2 separate regions of the Anser cygnoides genome follow, and region 1 is linked to region 2. A link is a contact called in public Hi-C data. All regions are on one chromosome and are shown on one strand. The core of a region is the stretch at or near the end of the contact, and the rest is flanking DNA. Distances in the headings are between cores, read along the strand shown. Region 1 has its middle 11 kb from the start of CLINT1. Region 2 holds the start of NIPAL4 (NIPA like domain containing 4).

The links. A called contact is a pair of places that touch in the nucleus more often than the background predicts.
Region 1: a contact with region 2 is called in a Hi-C map of liver, with 3 times the contacts expected there. The contact joins the enhancer-like site here to the promoter of NIPAL4 in region 2. A contact is called at or near these places in 2 of 7 Hi-C or Micro-C datasets (both in liver).

The regions. Positions count from the first base shown.
Region 1 is chr14:8,298,568-8,303,554 of Taihu_goose_T2T_genome, forward strand. No RefSeq gene overlaps it. Among named protein-coding and RNA genes, the nearest start is that of CLINT1, 11 kb to the left of the region's middle. Within about 2 kb of position 1,449, at least 2 of the 3 cell types and tissues checked have open chromatin away from gene starts, as enhancers often do. A contact at or near this core is called in liver, where this site is marked.
Region 2 is chr14:8,143,688-8,148,586 of Taihu_goose_T2T_genome, forward strand. It overlaps NIPAL4 (NIPA like domain containing 4), which reads left to right and starts at 2,983. Exons shown (of 7, transcript XM_048057149.2): 1 at 2,983-3,019; 2 at 4,376-4,392; 3 at 4,394-4,625. The coding sequence starts at 2,983.

The DNA.
Region 1 (4,987 bases), core at 199-2,698, 150 kb after region 2:
CCAGGTGCCATTTCTCTCCTTTTGAGATTACGTTATCGTTTGCACAATTTGTATGCTTTTTATTTGCCGTCTTCCTGATTTCAGCACAGCCACAGTTATGATCATGAATAAATCCTTCTTACTGAAAGATCTGGTTTGGGTCATTTTTATTTTCTGCTTCATAAATGAAAGTCAGATGCCCACTAATGGCATCTAAGCCATTTGTTTTAGGATGCACCTGCACACATATTTTTTTTACATCAAAAACCATCTCTATGAAACTGAAACACTGCAACTGTTCTTTGCTAAAAACAGGCAACAGTAGCTGGCAGATGCTTTTAAGAACATGGGTATTAGGTGCTAGTGTTTCATAAATCCACTTAGTTTTCTACGGTCAAATTTGAAACCTTTGCTTCTTTTACCAGCCATCTAGTTCTCTACTGCGCCTGTTTGTTTCCTTAGCTTTGCCATGGTGCTTTTTAGGTGTCTTTTTTTAGAATAAATGGACTTTATTCATGACAATTCAGAATGCAGCTTCCCTCAGTTATGTGAAAATCCAGTTCCAGCAATGTGTACACACACATATGTGAACATGCACGCAGAGACATCTGCACTTTAACCCATCAATAGCAGGACAAGCATCTGGGGACTGGGGACTAAGCTGTTGCTTTTTTTTTTTTTTTCCTTCTTCTCCTTCCTTTTTTATTCCCATTGTTTCAACCAACATTTTTTTTTTTCCCCACAATCCGTCTGCTTTTCTCTTTCTCCTTGCAAGCTAGTAATTTGGACTTGGAAGATTCTCTGGGCTGCCAAGCAACTAGCTACTCCTTATTCAAATTTTCAGGGAAAAATGTAGCACATCCATTTATACTGTCACCCTGACAAGTTTGAGCCCACTCTCAAAATGGGAGTTATCAGGCACTATCAAGTCAAGCAACAGCCATCAAGGATCAAGCATCAACAATCAAGTCTGCACCATCCCAGCCTCAGAACAGTGAGCTGGAGAAAGCTGTTCAGCGCAGTTTTATTCATATATCATGAGTGGATTTGAAGAGGGTACTGCATTTAGCACTTGTTCAGCAGCAGGTATTCAGAACTTGGCTGTTCTGAAGCACTATGTGGGCGCTTTGATCTCAATCCATGGTAGGAACGCACATGGAAAACTCAGGGAGCCACAGGGCCTGGCAAGATTAAGGCCGTTCTCAAGACTACTCTTCACTTCTTGATGTAATCAGAGCCAAACACCATTTAACATTTATAGTAATTATATGAGCAATATTATCTCAACCAAACAAAAAGTCCACAGTCTCCTTTCAGCTCCCCACCAATCTCCTTGGGGAGCTGAAAAACCTGCGTTTGACCCCTGTAAGACATTTTCATAAAAACACTCCATAATTGCTTCATATTTATGATGAATCTTCGTCACACTCTTAAGCCTGTCTAGCTAAGTTGTTTCTCTAACACTCTCCTTAGCATTTGCCTTCAGAGATAGAATGATTCAGCACAACAAGAATATAGTGTGCAAGTCTGCCATTAAGCAAATATTTTTCATTGTTTGCAGAATCCCTAGAATTCAGCAGAGGAATATACTGCAATTTGAGCCAAGAAACATCTGAATGTCATGTAAAGTTCAGTTAATTATTTTCTAAATAGTCATGAGCCCTACTCTAGCTTACAGTAGGGCTCAGATGGTATTGTTGTGATCACACTGTAGCCGTTCAGCTGAGGGGAATGTTTGCTTTCACTTTGGTCTGCTTAGTTTCACATGGTGACAAAGCCATCCCAGTAAAGGATGCATTCTCAAAGCCTTACAGAAACTGTGGCTGTGGTCTTCTAAAAATTGCACCATTGTGCTTCTGGGGAATCAGCTTAGTCTGATTAGAACTCTGCACAAACCCCATGTACAATTCACCCAGGAGCACACATACCAGCTGTGGCCACAGCAAAATTCACATCAGCTGCATCTTCATCCTAATCTCTATCTATGTTTATGGCAGCATAAAATAAAGAGGAAGTGCTTTTGAGTGTTTAGGTTCAGTGCCACAAGTATTGAGCTTTCTGGCTCTGCTCTGGGCTCTCTGCCCTGTTCCAGCAGTGCTGAGGGCAGCTGATTATAAAAGAGTTGCTCCGGCAGGAATGAGTCAACACTAGTGAGTAACCTCTGAGCACACCTCATCATGTCTACTGCTCTAACTTCACAAGTTCCACAGGTAGCTAAGGATCACCGGGTTTGTAGTTGCTACTCCACGTCTTGAGATCTGCAAAATAAGCCAGAAGGTCTGACTTCATTCTGTTACCTGAGTTGCCATACCAAACCCCTGAAACACAACCTAAGGAGCACAGGAGCACATCCTTGCCCAGGTTTACAAAGGTATTTAAGCATACCAAGATGCAGACAGACACCTAATAGGATTTATAGAAGTGCCTAAGGGAGTTTGGGACCTAATTCCCATTGGCTGTCAATGGGAATTAGATGTGTAATCTACTTAGGCAATTTGAAAATCCCACTGGCTGCATCTTTTCATGGCTAAGTGCCATTACAAGCCTTAGCCCTAATGAATAGAATTATTATTATACTTGGTTTTGTTTCATAAAACTGTGATGTTGGTAGGAAGGCTCAGAGGAAGCTTCACTGGGAAAAACTGCTCGGCTCCAAGCACAGATGGGTACCGGGGAAGTGTCAGGAAGGAACAACTGAGCTGCTGCAACAGTCTTCATTATCACCATTGTATCTGCAGCTAGCCCAGAGAGCTCCCAGGGTGGTTGTGTGTTGGTCACTTTGGCTTTAATGCGTGTCACGCAAAAAATGCAACTTGGTGAAGGAAAGTTTGGCTCACTCACAGCAAAGTAATAAAGAAAACAAAACCAGAAGTGTGCAGAGGCTGTGACTAGACAGTTGAAAGCATTTCATTTTTCTTGCAAAGAACAGCGTTGGAATCGTCTCAGCTCTCCATGGACTGAATTAAGTCCCATCTGGTACTGGAGAGGATTCACAGCTCTGGGCAGTGCGAGGACTCTTTGGTTCCTCTTTTTTGCTCAGGCAGCCCAGACATGGGCCGCAGTGCAGAGTTTAACTAAACAACAATCTATTCCTTTCCCTTTTTCTCATCAGGCATGGACTCAAAAAATAACCAAACTTCCCATATTCATACTACTGTTCAAAAGCTGTGAAAAGCCTGGTTTCCCTGGATTTCTACAGGATGTAGTTTTCATTAAACCAAACTCAATCCCTTGCTAATTGTTTATCCACTTAACTTTACATGCCTAGAGTTGTGTGGTGAGAGTCGGTTCAGCACACAAAAGGGTCTGAATGGGTAATTCAGGTGGGAAATAGCTGGGAAAGGTTTCTACCTTGTCTAGAGCTGCAAGAAGATACTAGTTATTTATAGGGTTTCCATGAAAAAATAAGACGATTACAATGCCTTTTGAACTTAGTGGAGTTTTAAAATACTCTTTGCTGATATAAACATTGTGTTTATTAAAAATATTTTGACACTGAAAATTATAACAATCAAAAAAAATTTTAAAATATTAAGTGTATTTCTGGGTGAGAACCTTGCTTTGAATCACTGTAATCCTTGACCAGACAGCATGCCATATACGTGTAGGTTGTGGATGCTCCATACAATGACTTAAAGTGACCAAAAATCTGGCTGAAGTCTTTAAACACGTGATTATGAACTTTTTGTCACGTCTCACCAAGTGTGTAGAGTGGATAGAGAAGAAACCTGAGGGCTGCAAGGAGATGTGGTATGATCTTGTGTGGCAGAGTGAGCTGCACTTCAGAGCGTGTAACAATAATTTTGCAAATGCCGCTTTTTACGATGTCACTGTTTGCATTTCCTATAGCGAGCGGTAAGAACAAGCTAGGACATGATTGCATGCCAGCCTGGCACTTAAAATGCAGCAGTTTTCCTGAGTGTCATGCCAGAGAACATGTCCCAAAGCAGGATTTCTTAATCTCCTGACCAGAACCCTTGTTTACCATTTCAGCAGCTATACATGCCCAGAGCTAAACACAGGCGCTTGCAGGCTGGTACCACTTGAAGTTCAGTGTAGTTGTTTGTCGAATCAGAAGGAGAAGGGCACACACTGAATGTGATTGCAGTGCCTGCTGACACACATCAAAGCAAAGAACTAGCTGAATGTCCTGTGAAAATGGGCAAGTGGCTAGGTGCAGTCGGCGCTGGGGACCGGGATTGTTTCAGCAGTCACCAGGAGCCCACACGAGGCTTGGCTGTAGCCAACTGAATTCAGTTTCAGTGCAGAGTGCAACTGCCTGATGAAATCTTGCCACAGCTAGAATTTCTTCCCAGCACACCCATTGCTGAGCAACAATGTGTGTCCTTTTCCAGAGAATGGGATCGGCCCAGTCTGGCTCTTGAGAAACACACCAGCTGCACTTGAGAGGATGACGGGATGAATGCTAAAGGAGCTCTGCAGACACAGCAGAATGCTGGGTTTTCATAGCTAAAGGCAACTCAGCAGCAGGATCCCTTGCGTGGCAGACACCCTTGCCAGAGGCGATGGCATTTAGGTGCAAGGGGGAAAAGGAGATACACCATTACAGGCAGGAGAGGGGAGGTGGATGTACAGAAGCCAACTGATCTGTAGGAAGGTCAGCCAGCTGCTGCTTTTTTTTTTCTTTCTTCCTTTCTTTCTTTTTTTTTTTTTTTTTTCTAAGTCTATTTGATGCTAAAGAACTAGAGGGGTGTTAGGACTAACTGCTTCCTGGCACAGAATCCACAGTCATTGTGCAACATTCCTTTCAGCTCAGCTTTGCTGACATGCTTCGTTCTGACCTCAAATATCTCAAGTTTTTCCAGTCCTGAGTTCCTCTGCAAGTGAAAAGGCCTGTGTCAGTGATACTGTGCCAAGATACCTGGGGAGCTGGGCCAGACTGGAAAGACTGGGCTGGTCTTCCTGTGATCTCAGGCAGGGGGTCGAGCTGCGCCGCAGCTCTGGGAGGCCAGTCTCCAGCAGAGAGGAACAGGCATCAGGTGGGCTG
Region 2 (4,899 bases), core at 1,733-4,232:
AGAGCAGGGGAAAGAAAAGCCTTTTGATGTTGCTAAAGATATTATTTGCATGCAAAGTTCTCTTGCTCTATCCCTTGGATTCCAGTCAAGTTTTTTAGCCTGGAAACCAGTATTTCAGGAGGAACTGCATTGCTAAGAGATGAGCCTCTATGGAAGACTCCCTGATTTCTGATGAGTTGGGCCTTATTTTTAAGGAAGCATCTGATGCAAGTATCAACCAGTGAGGTCATAGCTTGGAGCTGAATTCCCTTAATTACAGCCTTGCCATTAAAATGAGGATGTGAACCAATAACAGAGGCACTGGTTGCACCCCTACTTTATTACTATCAGTCTGAACTTGCCCTTGACTAAGTGTAGCAGGCAATTCCATGCCAGTCCTGCCTGGCTTTTAAATCTCATATTGCCATATACAGCCTTGCTAAATCCATCAAATGCAACTCCTGTGACTTAGTGAATTTATATACCACACCCCCGCAGCCCCTGCTCCAGAGAGAAAGATGTGACACACACATCCCATGGCTGATCGCAGCATGGAGTGAAACTTCTCCCACGGTGGGAACAGCTACACACGTTCCTTCCCTGTCTAATAGCGTGAGCTCAAGCTGTGGCATCCCCTCCTTTTGCAACCTCTTGGCTATCACATCTTCTCTTTCCCCAGAGCTCAGAAAAGCTTCTCTTGGAGTTCTTGCCCCTTATCAAATATTTTTGGGGTCAAAGACACACTATGTGGTCACGTTAGCCCAGTTCCCTTAGGAAACCAGGCTACTGAAGGAAGGTAAAGCTATGACCCAAAGTGCCTTTTGCTTTCTGCTGTGCTGCAGTCATTTGTGAGGTCACACCATTACCAAAAAGATTTTAAGCCCAGAGCCCTGCCATAAAAATATGCTCCCTCCCTAACTTGTCTAAAGCTCTATGCATAGTGAGGAGCTCTCCTCTGCACAGGTATCAACAACACTCACCCACAGAGGCTTGGGAATGATTTTGGGCACACCTTAACTGACATAACTAAAGCACCGTGAGGACTCCCAAGCCCTGGGGACACTGGGCAAGGTCCAGCCAAGGAGAAAGACCCACAGTGCAGAGCCAACAGGCAGAGCAGGACGCAGGGGAACACGGGACATGGACGGTGCTCGACCCACTCAGCCATCGGCTCCATTTCTGCGATCAGCTTCATGTTCACACACTGCACGAATGGCTCATAACCAGCATCAGCAGGTAAAATTATAAATAAAGGCCAAACCCTGCCTTCACTGTCTAGCTCAGGGTGCCTTTCACCTGCATAATAAATAACAGCAGCAGAAGTTGCTTTCAAATCACTGATAAATCAACATGCATTCAATTTCCAACATCAGAAATCGCTGCCATGCTGTTTGGATTGATTATCAGGTGCTCCTGTGATGAAGGGCAGGACATGGGATTTGGCCAGTACAATCCTCCTCAGTCACCCTCAGTTTTGTGGCTGATGAACCGACCCAATTAAAACCAAATGACTCACAAAATGCTGCAACATTTGCTGGGGAAAACAGTTTGTACAGAGATACGATCAGGTGCTGAGTGAAGGATCCACATGGTGCCAGCAACGCTGCAGCTTGATGGTCTGAGAGCAATTTCTTAGTAACGTGCAGATAATGCATTTTATGGTGAAAAAAAGCAATTTTTCAATCATTAAATACTGCAGATCTTACATTTGATTGCCTCATGAAATATACAGTTTCTACCTAAAAATGCAGGCTTGCTGAAGGAAAACTAAGCAGCTTCTATTGGTTTTACTTATCACTACTGACCTACAGCAAAATCTGGCGATTGGATCCTGCTGCAGTGAAAGGGCTTTCGTATCAGCAGTGGGGTTGTGTACACACGGTCACTGCGCACAAATACAGGAATGGAGGACGTCAGCAGAGGAGGGTGAGGATGAAGGTAAAGCACATCGGAGTGCAACAGCCTCTGAAATGTTCGCACATCAATATTATCAGCAGGAGCAGGGACAGGAAGTTGATGGAGAAGTTAAACTGCCAATGGAATAGCCACAAAGCGATGTAAAATGAGTCCAAGTGACGGAGGAGCCCACACGTGCAGATGGACAACCCCAGGAGTACAGCAGGAGAGCCCCTACCCATCCCAGCGGGGCTGAAGCTGACTCTCTCAGGGCTGGGATTCAGCACAGAGACAGCAAAATCCTAAATCGCAGCCACTGCTGGTAAAACTGTGTCCTGCCCTCGTGGCGCTCCGCACCTCACAGCACGACAGTGCCCTTGCCACTGCACACTCGTCTTTTGTTGGTGTTTGTTTTTCAGATGTGCCTTTGCCGGCAGCCTTTTCTTTGACTCGAAGGTCAGATAAGGGAAAATCTGCCCTGACCTCCAGCAGAGAGCATGGCTTTGCCCTGCGAGCACACGATGCGGGGAACCCTGCGCCTGCCCCAGAACCTCTGTTAGGATGTACCCATCCTCCTTATACCACAACATGTTTCTCAGCCCCCCAACCTTGCCCTTCAGTCCTAAAAACTGCTGCGCACAGCCATAGGACTAAGTAGGGAACAACCAACACCGAAGCTTGAAGCAGCAGGACGCTTTCTGAAAAATTCCCTTGCTACCCCAATACCTCCTGCGACAGCCTTAGTAAGAGCAGCTGTGTTCAACACGGACACCACTCAGGATTTAATTTTTCCTGCCTGCTTTTAAGTTGTTCCCCGCTCTCAGCACACAGAGCACCCACACCCCGCAGCACCCCAAGACGGGGTCCCCCCCGCCCAGCCATGCACCCCGCATCCCATTCCCCCTCCAGCTCCTCCCCATCCCGGCCACCCGAGGGGACAACCACGCTCCCTCCCGAGCCGCACCGGGCTGGGGTGCGAGGCTTTTAGGGGCGGTGGCTTGCATGGGAAGAGGCTCCCGGAGCTGTAAGCCGGCCCCGTGCCGGAGGAGGAGCCGGCTCGGGGTGCCCGGGGATGCCGAGAGCCCTACGGAGGGCAGGACGGAGGAGATGGAGCGGCCGGGGGCGAACGGCAGCTGCAGCAACGGTGGGTGCACCCCGGGGGGGGGGGGGGAGCGGGGCGAGACCCGGGGGCTGAGCCCCCTGCGGGCTCACCCCGGCTCCGGGGCTCGCTTTTGGGGTTGGGTATTTTTATGGGGCGGGGGGAGCCTGCACGGGACAGAGGAAAGTCCCTTTCTTTACAAGGAGCGCAGAGCCCGGGCTGCGAGCACCACGCAGCACCCTGCCAGCCTGTTAGGGAAAACTAATTCTAACTAATTTTTTAGAAACTAATTTCTAACTTCCCCTTAGAAAAAAAAAAAAAAAGTTTGGATCCAAATCCTGAGCTCTGTGTGCAAGGGACGGGGCTGGAGGCTGCAGAAGATCTGAGGCACTTTGTTGGGTTAAGGAAGAGGTGGGACCCCTATTCAGGGAGCACTGTCAGCAGTTCAGCCATGGCACACCTCCGTCTGCTGAGAGAGATCCTTGCTCTGTAATCCCAGCGTGTGTTGAGGCAGAAAAATCAGTCTTTTAGTAGAAAGAAGCTTTTTATGACACTACGTGGCTGCTTTACTCCATAAGACCACAGTCACACCGCCTTTACTACACTCAGTTAAGACTGCAGGAGGGAGATGTGCTGGGTGTGGTAGGAACGTGAGGGTAGGAGGAAACTCAGCAATTTCCCACCCCCACAGCCACACGCCTCACTGGGGACAGGCTCAGTGCCTTCAGCACGGACAGCAGAGAGCTGTGCCTGCTTTCAGCTCTTCCACACCAGCAGGACTTGGTGTGCTTCACGAGCACGCAGCTACCCTGCGAGTAAGTGGAATGAACCCATTGCACAGTAAAGTAATGCAGAGAATAAACTTCGGTCCAGGATGAGCCTGTTGTCCTCGTACGAGCAATCACGTGGCTCTGCTCAGTACACAGAGCCAGGACAAATTTGCAGTTACAAAATGCTGGCAGTGCTCCATGTTAAACTCAAAGCTGCAGGCAAGCTGGCAGATGCAGGGTTAGATGACCAGGAAGCACCAAAGCCTTTGGATCAACAAGGCTGAGTGCTGGTAAGGTATAGTTCAAACTCATGATGGTAGAGAATCTCTGGTACGGATATTCAGAAATTCACATTACATTATTAGAGTGGTCCTCGTGGCCTCCCAGTTCATGGTGTGGGGGCTGGCAGGCACATCCAGTGTCAACGAGCTACTTGAACTGTGCTCCATAAATCTGCCACCAAAAATCCTGCCGTTTCCTTGAGAGATTATAGAGGCATCCTAAGTTTGAGCTGGAGGTGTCAAGAAGCTGGGTATGTGCAGTTATGGTGACAGCATGACAGTCCCAGGGCTAACAGAGGCACACTTGATGGTCACATCAGTAATTCTGTTTTATCTCCATGGTCTCACAGGGTCTCTACTCACCCTTTTCGTGCCTTTCCCACCAAGTTGTGTGCCGGGTGATCAGTGGTGCTGATCCCACTGGCTCAGTCCATGACAATGGGACATCAGATACCTCCTGGGTAGCTCGGCTGGAAAGCAATTATGGATTCTACATCGGCTTGGGCCTGGCTGTCTTCTCCAGCTTCCTCATCGGAAGCAGCGTCATCCTCAAGAAGAAGGGGCTGCTACGGCTGGTGGAGAAGGGAGGCACCAGGGCAGGTAAGGCTCTTGGGCCAGGAAGGGGAGGTCTGGCTGCTCCCAGAACTGCACGCATTGTCCAAAGCCCAGCACTCAAAAGGCAACACCTCTTTATCAGCCTTTTATCAGCATTGTAAATAAGACCTTTTGTGAATGTATTTTTGTGCATGGGACCCAGAGACGGGTGCTGTGCTGCAGCTGAGCAGCCACTTTATAAAGCCTTGTGTTGGAAGGGCTCAGCTATAAGCAATATTCCCTGCCTTGCACCACAGACAGCACAATGCACAATGCTGCG